Linked DNA regions of Hordeum vulgare: regions 1 and 3 are each linked to region 2. The links are chromatin contacts, called in public Hi-C maps. All regions are on one chromosome and are shown on one strand. The core of a region is the stretch at or near the end of the contact, and the rest is flanking DNA. Distances in the headings are between cores, read along the strand shown. Region 1 holds the start of LOC123439546. Region 2 holds the start of LOC123439547 (transcription factor NIGTH1-like). Region 3 holds the start of LOC123441505.

Region 1 (3,513 bases), core at 73-2,572, 150 kb after region 2:
CGGCTTGATCCTACAATAGTTGTCCTCGATCCTTTGCCAATACCGTTTACCGGTTTGGTCGGTGCCGGTGGTTGCATCCATCCCCACAGCTGCCCAAGCACGAACCAAGAGGATATCTTCCGCCTCGGTGTAGTTTGTCGACCGCGCGTGTGGGCGGGAAGCGGCGGTGAATGCCTCCTCCCCTATCTCGGCCACCTCCTCCTCGTCATCCCCTTCATCCTCCTCATCTTCCTCCAAGTCATCACCAACCCTAAAGGGTTCTAGAGGCGGAGCCCCGAGGTCCACCTCCGCGTCTTGGAGGAGGTTCATGAACGAGGATGGGGTTGTCATTTCCTGGAACACCTCGTGCGCGACGGGAGGAGGTTCGGCGGGCGTGGCAGCGGGCTTCTTCCGCGTCGCGAGCTTCTTCCGCGGCTTGGTCACGGCGGAGGACTCGCCAGCGACCTTGGAGGCAGCCCCTCGCGGCCCACGGGAGGCCGCCTTCGGCCGGCTCTTCTTGAGGGCGGGCGCGGCGTCGGGGGCAGAAGCCGGGGCGGGGACGGGGGCCAGGGCAGACGCGGGAGGAGGCGGTGGCAGGCCTGCCCGCCGCCGCTTGGCCCCGACGGTGGCGGGGGCGGGCACGGGGCGGGCAGGGGCGGGCGCGGGGGTGGGCGCGGCAGCGGGCGCGGCGACCGGCGGGGGCGCGGCGGCGGCGGGGGCCTCCATGGCGGCGAGGGGGCGCGAGGAGGCGGCGGCTGGAGACGGGAGCGCGATGAAAATCCCTCCCGCGCTGGAGAGGAAGTGGAGTGCGGGTTGGGAGGAGAAATCCCAACCCTCACTTCTACAGGTTCAAAACAAGTTTGAGGGTTGGACCTCTAAATTATTTTACGGATTTAAGGGTTTAGGGGTTCTAGTCTATCGTTTCCTTCCGACGAAAATTGTAAAAAAAACGGTTATTTTTAAGGGTTTGAGGATTTGAGGGCTCTACTAGACTTGCTCTAAGATGCAATGACCACGCGTAATAGGCCGTGTGTTTAGTATTTATTTTTATTTTTTTGCCTGAAAAAACAGTAACGAGGGGAGTGCAAGTTTCTCCACCTCTGTGTCCACGACTCCCGAGAGGGCACATGCGATCCTGCCGAGCAACGGCCGCGATGCCCGCCGCGGCGGTCGCACGCACCACCTGCACCATACCCTCGTCAACTCCCGCCAACCTCTCGCAACATCACAGTGGCCACATGACACGGCCAGTGGCAGTCTGTAACCTCTGTTTCTGGGTCGCTTCCTAGCCAAGTCAAACCCAAGCTACTCAATACTACTTACAATATGTCCCCTAATCCCATGAAGCCCATCAAGAAAAATAATGCAACCGAAGCATCCATGGATTATTATTTGACACAATCCAAACGATCCCATCTGGTACAGGTATTCTTCTAGATCTGGCACATTCTAGTCAGAGATCCATTCCCATGCACGGCGTACTAGAGCGGAGGAGGTAGCGCCGTCCTGCCGAACCGATCACTTCTTTCTTGGACACTCACTCACGAGCAGCGCAAAGGGGCTGGAGAAACTTCTATGTTCTGGTCAGTAACCAGATCACTCTAGCTGTGAGTGTTAGCTTGCGGTGTTGCTGCAATGGCGGTGACCACGCTGCAGTTCGTCGGCTCGTTCTTGCTGCCGCTATTTGCCGTGGCTTCGTCGTTTGATCCGTTCCACCGGGACGCGCAAAGGATGGATCCCATGGGCGGCGGGCGGCAGCAGGGGCCCTTCATCCCGCACGAGTACGTGCGCTTCGCCGACGTCAAGCGGCAGTGCCGGTCCGTGCTCTCCGCCGCCGCCGACCTCAAGTTCGACGCCAACCGCGCCGCCGCACTCATGCCGGAGCTGTCCTTCGTCAAGGGCGACTGGAAGCAGGACGTCGACGACGGTGCGCCGCTAATGCCGTTCGACGGCACCGACGCGCCGGAGAGCGGCGCGGCAGGGGCGCCGGCTGACCCGCTGCCGCTCGCCACGTTCATGCTCACCCACGTCGACGTGGCGCTCCGCGGGAAGACAGCGCTCAACGTCAGCGGCGTCCTCGGCATCGCCGTCTCCCGCAACGGCACCGCCCCTGAGATGGGCCCCTACGTGTCGCCGGAGATCAAGGTGTGGCCCGGGAGCACTGAGATGAAGATACTATTCGAGGGCGTGTACACCGAGACCGGCGACGGCGACACCGTGCTATGCCTGGTCGGCGAGGCCGTGCTCCCGCGGCGCGGCAAAGACGCCGCCAACCCGTGGGACTGGGCCAAGAACACCGACCGCAACAACTTCCAGCCGCCAATCACCCACGACAAGAAGATCCTGCTCGTGCTCCGGTACCCCAACACGCTGACGCTGACGACGCGCGCCGTGCGCGGCGAGCTCACGAGCACAAACGGCAAGTCGGACGCCGCCTACTTCGGTGCCGTCACGATGCTCTCGCAGCTGGGCGCCTACTCCAACTACAAGTTCGGATCGGAGGAGCTCGTGAGCACGGCGTGCAGCCCGCAGCCTTACCGCGACGACATCCTCGGCGACGGCCGTGGGATATACAGAGGCGGCTCGCTGTGCGGCATCCTCGACCTGTTCACGTCGGAGGACGTGTTCGCCGTCATGCCCAACTGGAAGTGCAACTCCACCGACGCGTTCTGCCGGCGGCTCGGGCCGTTCGAAACCGACAAGTCGGTGGATGCGACGGACGGCGGGTTCAAGGATGTCAGCATCATCATGCAGGACATCCGGTGCGAGCCGAGTACCGTTCCTGGTGAGAGATCGGCCAAGGTCTCGGCGGTGTTCCGGGCCGTTACGCCGTCGGAGCACCGGTACACGGCGGCGAAGCGGAGCGGGCTCAGCAGCATGACACTGGCCGCCGAGGGCGTGTGGCGCCCGTCCACCGGCCAGCTCTGCATGGTGGGGTGCCTCGGCGTCGGCAAGAAGGCATGCCACTCGCGCGTGTGCCTGTACGTGCAGACGACCTTCTCCGCCACCCGCCGAAGCGTCGCCGTCGGTCAAATAACCCGCATCGACGGCGGCGGCGGCGTAGCCCACTCGCCGCTGACGTTCAAACGGGCGGTGCACCCGTCGGAGCTGTGGAACCGGTTCGGCGTCTCGGGCGGCGCACCGCTGAGCATGGCGTACGACTATACCAAGGCGAAGCAAGCCGGCGAGTTCCTCACGCGCAGCGAGCCGTTCAACTTCGGCACTGCCATAGCCAAGTCTCTGCTGAGCTATCCGCGATTGGCGGGTGACCTCGCCCGCGACCTGTCCAGCCTCGCCGACGAGCTCACCCTCCATGTGCCGGCAGTGCCCGACCCGTTCCCTCGCGAACGCTTTGAGCGGCCATTCCTTCAGCTGGAGGTGCTCTCGCTCGGGCCGCTTGTCGGCCGGAATTCGCCGGGGTTTCCAGGCGGCACGGATGGACTTGGCAAAGAGTCCCCCTCCTCGGAAATGGTGACGGCGAGGACGACGTATCTCCTCAACGTGTCCGCGGAGCTCACGCTCTCCGGGAGCCCC
Region 2 (3,148 bases), core at 258-2,757:
GCAAATACTCTCACACACACCTTTCTCCTGTCTCTCTCTCTCTCTCTCTCTCTACCCCTGGTAGTATCACACAAGCTGTGTGTATGGAGAGAGAGCGAGAGAGGAGGGGAATCTTCTTAGCTTCCTGCCCACTTCCTCAAAAAGCTAGGAGTAGTAGCAGCAGGGGAGATTCTCACTCACACCCCCGGCCAGCCGGCCCCTCTTTCTCTCTCTAAAGCACACTCCATGTCTCCTCCCTTTGTGTCCTTCTTTGTGTGTGCTGTATGTTTGATACCCCCCAAAGCCTAAGATATTCCTTGCTTCAGCCATGCTAATATATTCCCTTGCGAATGCAAAGTGCACCGCCAGTACCAGTACGTGGTAGTTCTTGAGGCATATGCACACATGTGTTCTTGCACATACAAACTGCTAATTAAGCAAGAAGATGGATGAAGAAGAGGAGCTTGTGTGTGAAGGGATGCGCCACCCTTTTCAAAGCAAAGAGGAGAAGAATCTTTGCATATCTTTGAGGGCTTGAAGTTGTGTGTGGAGTATATGCTTTAGTACCCCTTTTACCATTTCCTCTCCGTTGATTAATCATGCAGGAATCATTCACCGGAACCCCAGAAAACAAAAGTTGCCACTGTGTGCGAGCATCTGTGCATTGATATGTTTTCTTTAGATGTTATCAATTAGGTGTATGATGAATTTGCTTGCCTCCTTTTGGTTTTTGTTAGTGCAAGTAGTAGAGGATGGTGTGATTCCCATCCGGCTAGCTAGGTATATCTGGTGATTATCCCTTCGTGCGAGCGTCTGAAACCATTCAATATTGTTAATGGTAAAGGTAAAAATATTCTTCAAGACACCTTGCTGGTTCCTTCTTAGACTTGCAAGGTTCTCTTTGGACTACTTTGAGGAGGTCGCCTTTAATTCTTTTGAATCAGGAGCAACCAGCCAGGCTAAGCTAACTTCCTATGGGTGATGGGTTGATTCCTTGCCGTAAAACCGATTGTAAAGTTTAATCTACCACAAAAATGAGGCATCCATGTGAAAAGATTGACCAAGGAAAATACATCCATGTGGCGCTGCATGAATGGCCAGACTTTCAGCATGACAAGACATAGCCAACAAACCAAAGGTTTCCATATTTTCATGCATGCATGCATGATGTCCACAGATATTTGATGTATATGCTACTTTCAGTGGCATGCATATATGTGCATATACAAGCAACTAGCTAGGTTCATTCATTTGATCTTTTTGTTAAAATGGTACTCGGTGTACATACAGTGCAGTGACCAGAAACCACATGACCCCATCTGTGTGGTCGCCTAGCTACGGCTATATCCTACTGCACCACCTTGTAGTACATGAAACCTCCTGCATGCATGAGGATTAGCTTTTGCATCCTTTGATCTTTGCAAGAAGTTACCATGTCCTTGGCTTTATCCCTCTAGTCTAGCCTGCAGGTCTGTTGGTCTACAGTAGTAACAGTACCCTAGATCAAAGTAGGAGTATATCAAACACACACATACATACAGGGAGAGAACTTTTCCTTTTCACCCCCTCTAAATCGGACTTTATTCTCTCTTCCCTCCCAGAAATCACCCTTAAAAACAAGCCGATTCCACCCCCCGATCCCCCATCCACACACAAACACACACCTGATATCCAAGTAATATACTGGAGCTTCCCTAGCACCTCACTATAGCTAGCTTCACCACTTCACACACACACACACACACATGGATTCCTCGCCGTCTGACCTAACCCTAGACTACACGCCCAACGGCAACGGCACGGCGGCTGCCAGCGGCGGCTACCCGAAGCAGGCGTCGCCGGTTGTGGACCACCGCCATCATCTTACGCCGGAGCAGGCCACAACGCAGAAGCTGCAGGAGTTCCTGGCCCGCCTCGACGACGAGCGGCTCAAGATCGACGCCTTCAAGCGCGAGCTCCCGCTCTGCATGCAGCTGCTCAACCAAGGTAATGAACGTGCATGCCGAACTGCCTATGCATGCGATGCGAGCTTACGTAGAAGGCGATGGAGCTCTGCCTGACTGTATAATGTATGTGTGGGTGCAGCTATGGAGGCGTACAGGCAGCAGCTGGAAGCGTGCCAGATGGGGAGCCATGGCGCTGCGGCGGCGAGGGCGCCGCTGGTGCTCGAGGAATTCATACCGCTGAAGAACATCGGGATCGACGAGGCGGAGAAGGCGGCCGGGAACGCGCCGTCAGAGAAGGCGAGCTGGATGGTGTCGGCGCAGCTGTGGAACGGGCCGGCTACGGGGGACGCGGCGGCCAAGGGCCCGCAGACTCCCAAGGAGCGCTCGGAGCACCCGCTGGACACGAGCCCCATGCTCGGCGCCCTCGACGGCGGCGGCGGTGCTTTCCTCCCGTTCAGCAAGGAGAAGGCCTGTATGGCGGAGAGCGCGGCGCTGCCGGAGCTCGGGCTCGCGCCCGCGGAGAAGGACCGGGAGGCTGACAGAAAGCCGTACCACGACGCCGGCGGCAGCAACGGCACTGTAGTCTCGCGGAGAGACGTCGGTGCCCCACCGACGTCGACGGCGCCGGAAGGGCAGTCGGTGCCACCCGCTCCGCAGACGAACCGGAAGGCTCGGCGGTGCTGGTCGCCGGAGCTGCACCGCCGCTTCGTCAATGCCCTCCAAATCCTGGGCGGCGCTCAAGGTATACACACACAGACGTCCATATGTAATGATCTAACTATTTGGAGATGCATGAAATTAACTGGCTGGATCGTAATTACATGTGTACTAAAGACAGATTCTAAATCTCCTTCTTCTGTTTGCAAATTGATTAAAGTGGCGACCCCGAAGCAGATCCGCGAGTTGATGAAGGTGGATGGATTGACCAATGATGAGGTGAAAAGCCATCTCCAGGTAATTATAATCTCATCATCAGTCTCTTGCATTTTCTTTCTTCGTACTACGTTCCAGCAATTGTGTGCATGCAGGTGCTTTAATTATGAGTAGGCTGGTTAATTAATCGATTACTATACGAACACATGGGACATCAATAGTTGTGTTCTACCTAACTTCTAACTAATTTTGCTTTGTTTGTGTTGCGTGCAGAAGTACAGGTTACACACGAGACGGCCGATGCCGGCACCGTCGGCGCCGCCGGCGGGGGCACCGCAGCTGGTGGTTCT
Region 3 (3,195 bases), core at 405-2,904, 160 kb before region 2:
TTCATGGACTTTGAGGACGAATAGTATCATGTGCTGGAAAGCTCCCCTTTTTTTGCACAACTCTCATTCCAACCTAGTTTGTCCTGAAAATTTGCATCAATGTATATCGTGCCTCCTTGTATATCTATATTTTTTTAAAATGTAGAAATATGAATTTGGCAAATGGAGGCCTTAATGCAGCTCGGCCTCGAAAAGCAATTTTCGGATATAGTGAAATTATGAAAGATTTCAATTATTTATGTGTTATTGAAAAAAAAAATCAGGAGGACACGTCTTAGAAATTGCCAAGAACGTCCATAGGGAAAAAACTTGGGTTCTTGAAAAAAATGTTTTTTTCTCTCTAAAAGTTATATATAATTTTTTTCATATAAACACCAAGCCAAGCAAACCAGCTGACACGTTGCGCACATGTCAGGAAAATCACACACCACTCAATAAGATGGTTTCCTGCAAGTAAACCCATTCTGCTAACGAAAACGTCACACGACCAAGATAAAAACCAAGTAGACTAAGACTCTGTTTGAAACCATAATAGATTATGATAATCTGGATTATGAAGATAGATTATATAATCTGGTTTATAAAAATAATTTAAATGGACATGTTTGGAGGCCAGATTATATAAACTGTAATAAATGTTTTACATTGCATAATGACCTGTCTGTCCTCTGTTTTTTTTTTTGAAAAAAGAGAAGGATGGCGATGGTAGGAATGTAATTATCTTCAACTTTATAAGGGTAATGCGTCATTAACAATCCATAATCTGATTTTAGCTGGTATAGAGTAGATTATGAGTTTTTAATAATCTATCCATCTAGTTTTTATAATCTATACCATAAGCTGTTATGTTTATAGACATAATAGATTATAAAAACTGGATTATATAATTTGGGTCGTTCCAAACAGGGTCTAATCTCTACTAATAAAAAGGGCAGATCCAATTTAAGATCTGCACCGTCTAATTACATCATCAAGTGCTTAAATACGTCGTTAACAAAACTGGCTTCGTCAATCGCTAACGAAACACTACTAATCCCTCCTCTCTCCACGTTCTCAACTTCCGATGCCCCTCACGCCCCGCCCCTCCCCTCAACCGCCCCTCCCCTCCTATCCCACATCCGATTCAGACGTCTGCTACACACATGGCAAACCAGACCTGCGGCGGCGGCGGCGGCGGCGGCGGCAACGCGGGACGCAACAGGCTTGGCCTGCATCGGCGCTGGTAGGGTCCATTTCCTCCCTCGAGCGGCAGCGGGGTCGCACTCCATGATTTATTCGACTCCGTGCGGCGATTCATCAACTTCGGCACCAGCGGCGCCGCCCCGGAGCACTCCGTCGGGCCCTTTGGCGGGATCAGCGTCCGCATCACCTCTTGTGGAGGGTCATCTCCTGCCTCCACAAGTCGAGGGGGGTGGGGCTGCTTGGGCTCATCTCGAGAAGAGCCCCTCGCCGCCGCGCGGCCTGCTGCCGCCGATGCCCATGCCCACCGACGGGGACGTGGGTAGAGGCCGCTTAGACGAGCTGGCCTATAAAAGTGTGGCCGTGCTACTCCGTTCATCTCATCCAAACCTGATGGTCAGTGAGTTGGAGCTCCAAGCGGCAAATTAAAGGAGAGAGAGAGAGAGAGAGGGAGAGACGAAGAAGGACGACACGATGCGTTGTGCCATGCTGCTCCTGCTGGTCTTCGCGGCGGCGCGCACCGCCGTCGTCCTCACCGACGGTGAGACACCTATGTTCTTTGCTCTGTTGTGTGCCCTCGATTAGTGAGCTACTTGTCGCCGCATGATTTGATTTGCAGGAGTAAGTACGTACTAATTGAGAGATGTGCAGGATATCATTTCTTTTCTCCCTCCTTTCTCCGTCCGTTCTTGTTGTCTTCTTCGTGTCATATTCGTATTTGATTTGAGGTGTTCTTGTTGTCTGTCCAGTGTTAAGTATTGTTAGTTCATCGTCAAGTATAGTAGAGTACAGTAATGTTCAGACTAAAAAACTTATATACATATCCTAAAGCTGTAACTGGCAACTGCTGATGGCGCAGAGGCCCCCGAGGTAATTTAGATACATACATAAAAGTACGTTAGGCGAATCGATCACCGACAAGATCGGCTCCGGCGCGTTCCGGGATTGGGGCAGGTCTACTTCGGGATGAACCTGGACACTGGCGAGCTCCTCACAGTAAAACAGATGCCGGGATTTTTGCGATTTGGTGATCTGGTTTGTGCTGTGTGGATACCTGGGGTCATTTGTCGGACTAACTTCTCTCCCTTGTTTGATTTTTGGTTTCAGGTTCTGATCGGGAGCACCAACGCGACCTGGGCGAAAGGCCAAGTGAGTAGCACTTCTCCAACCATTTTGGTTGCCAGTTTAGTCGTTGAGGTTTTTCTTCATGTGAGGTGATTTGTGGATTTTGTTTCTAGGATTAGGCGTATATAAGAGAACTTGAGGAAGTGAAGCTCCTCAAGAACCTTTCACACCCCAACATTGTGGTGAGTAGATGAAAGATCGATTACATTTTAGATTATGTATACTTAAATGCTAGACTGCAGTTGTTTGATCTACTCTCTGTGGTTTGAGAAGAGGCACCTTTCACACCCCTGTGATTGCTCCTCTACTCCAAGCATGGCGCACATGAAACATCCCCGTCAAAGTCCTACTTCCTCCCCACCAGGAGAGTTAAAATGCACGGGTGGTTGTATGCTAGGTATTTGATGATATTTCTGCAAGTAAGACAATGGGTGCTACTCTGTTTTCTCAATCTCGTCGGAGACCACGGTGATTTGGTGACGAGATCCAATCTTGATTTGAAGAGCCTTCGGGCAGAGGATGGGAGCGGTGTGGTACATCCACCTGGTTGTGGAATTACATTGCGCTCCACTACTCTGAAATTAGTCCAGAGATCAAGGTAAGTGATTTCGGTGTAGCACCACATATTTTCAGGGCCCAATACTTATATTTATGTTTTGATCCTTCCAGCTTATGACATCCTGAATATCCATGGTACAGGTTTTAGAACCATCGTCTGCCGCCATCGTCGACGTGGTTTCCATGATGTCGGGAAGGTGCGGGGGCATGGGAGCTACTTCTCAGCCTTGCCAGTCGACGACGGCAGAGTTAAGTTACAACACTATGTGTATTTCTTATTATCTCATGAAACTTGTGACCAACATGGTATGTGTTTCATATTATTCTCAATCT

Evidence for each region. A called contact is a pair of places that touch in the nucleus more often than the background predicts.
Region 1: a contact with region 2 is called in a Hi-C map of seedling, with 2.4 times the contacts expected there. The contact joins the promoter of LOC123439546 here to the promoter of LOC123439547 in region 2. A contact is called at or near these places in 2 of 6 Hi-C or Micro-C datasets (leaf and seedling) and 1 of 1 datasets of contacts at active chromatin or transcription factors (embryo).
Region 3: a contact with region 2 is called in a Hi-C map of seedling, with 3 times the contacts expected there. The contact joins the promoter of LOC123441505 here to the promoter of LOC123439547 in region 2. A contact is called at or near these places in 4 of 6 Hi-C or Micro-C datasets (leaf and seedling) and 1 of 1 datasets of contacts at active chromatin or transcription factors (embryo).

What each region holds. Positions count from the first base shown.
Region 1 is chr3H:71,427,551-71,431,063 of MorexV3_pseudomolecules_assembly, reverse strand. It overlaps LOC123439546, which reads left to right and starts at 1,322. Exons shown (of 1, transcript XM_045116249.1): 1 at 1,322-3,513. The coding sequence starts at 1,615.
Region 2 is chr3H:71,578,043-71,581,190 of MorexV3_pseudomolecules_assembly, reverse strand. LOC123439547 (transcription factor NIGTH1-like) reads left to right here and starts at 1,507. Exons shown (of 4, transcript XM_045116250.1): 1 at 1,507-1,965; 2 at 2,065-2,667; 3 at 2,803-2,879; 4 at 3,072-3,148. The coding sequence starts at 1,725.
Region 3 is chr3H:71,734,225-71,737,419 of MorexV3_pseudomolecules_assembly, reverse strand. LOC123441505 reads left to right here and starts at 1,654. Exons shown (of 12, transcript XM_045117913.1): 1 at 1,654-1,720; 2 at 2,039-2,049; 3 at 2,287-2,328; 4 at 2,424-2,486; 5 at 2,702-2,723; 6 at 2,808-2,902; 7 at 3,004-3,195. The coding sequence starts at 1,654.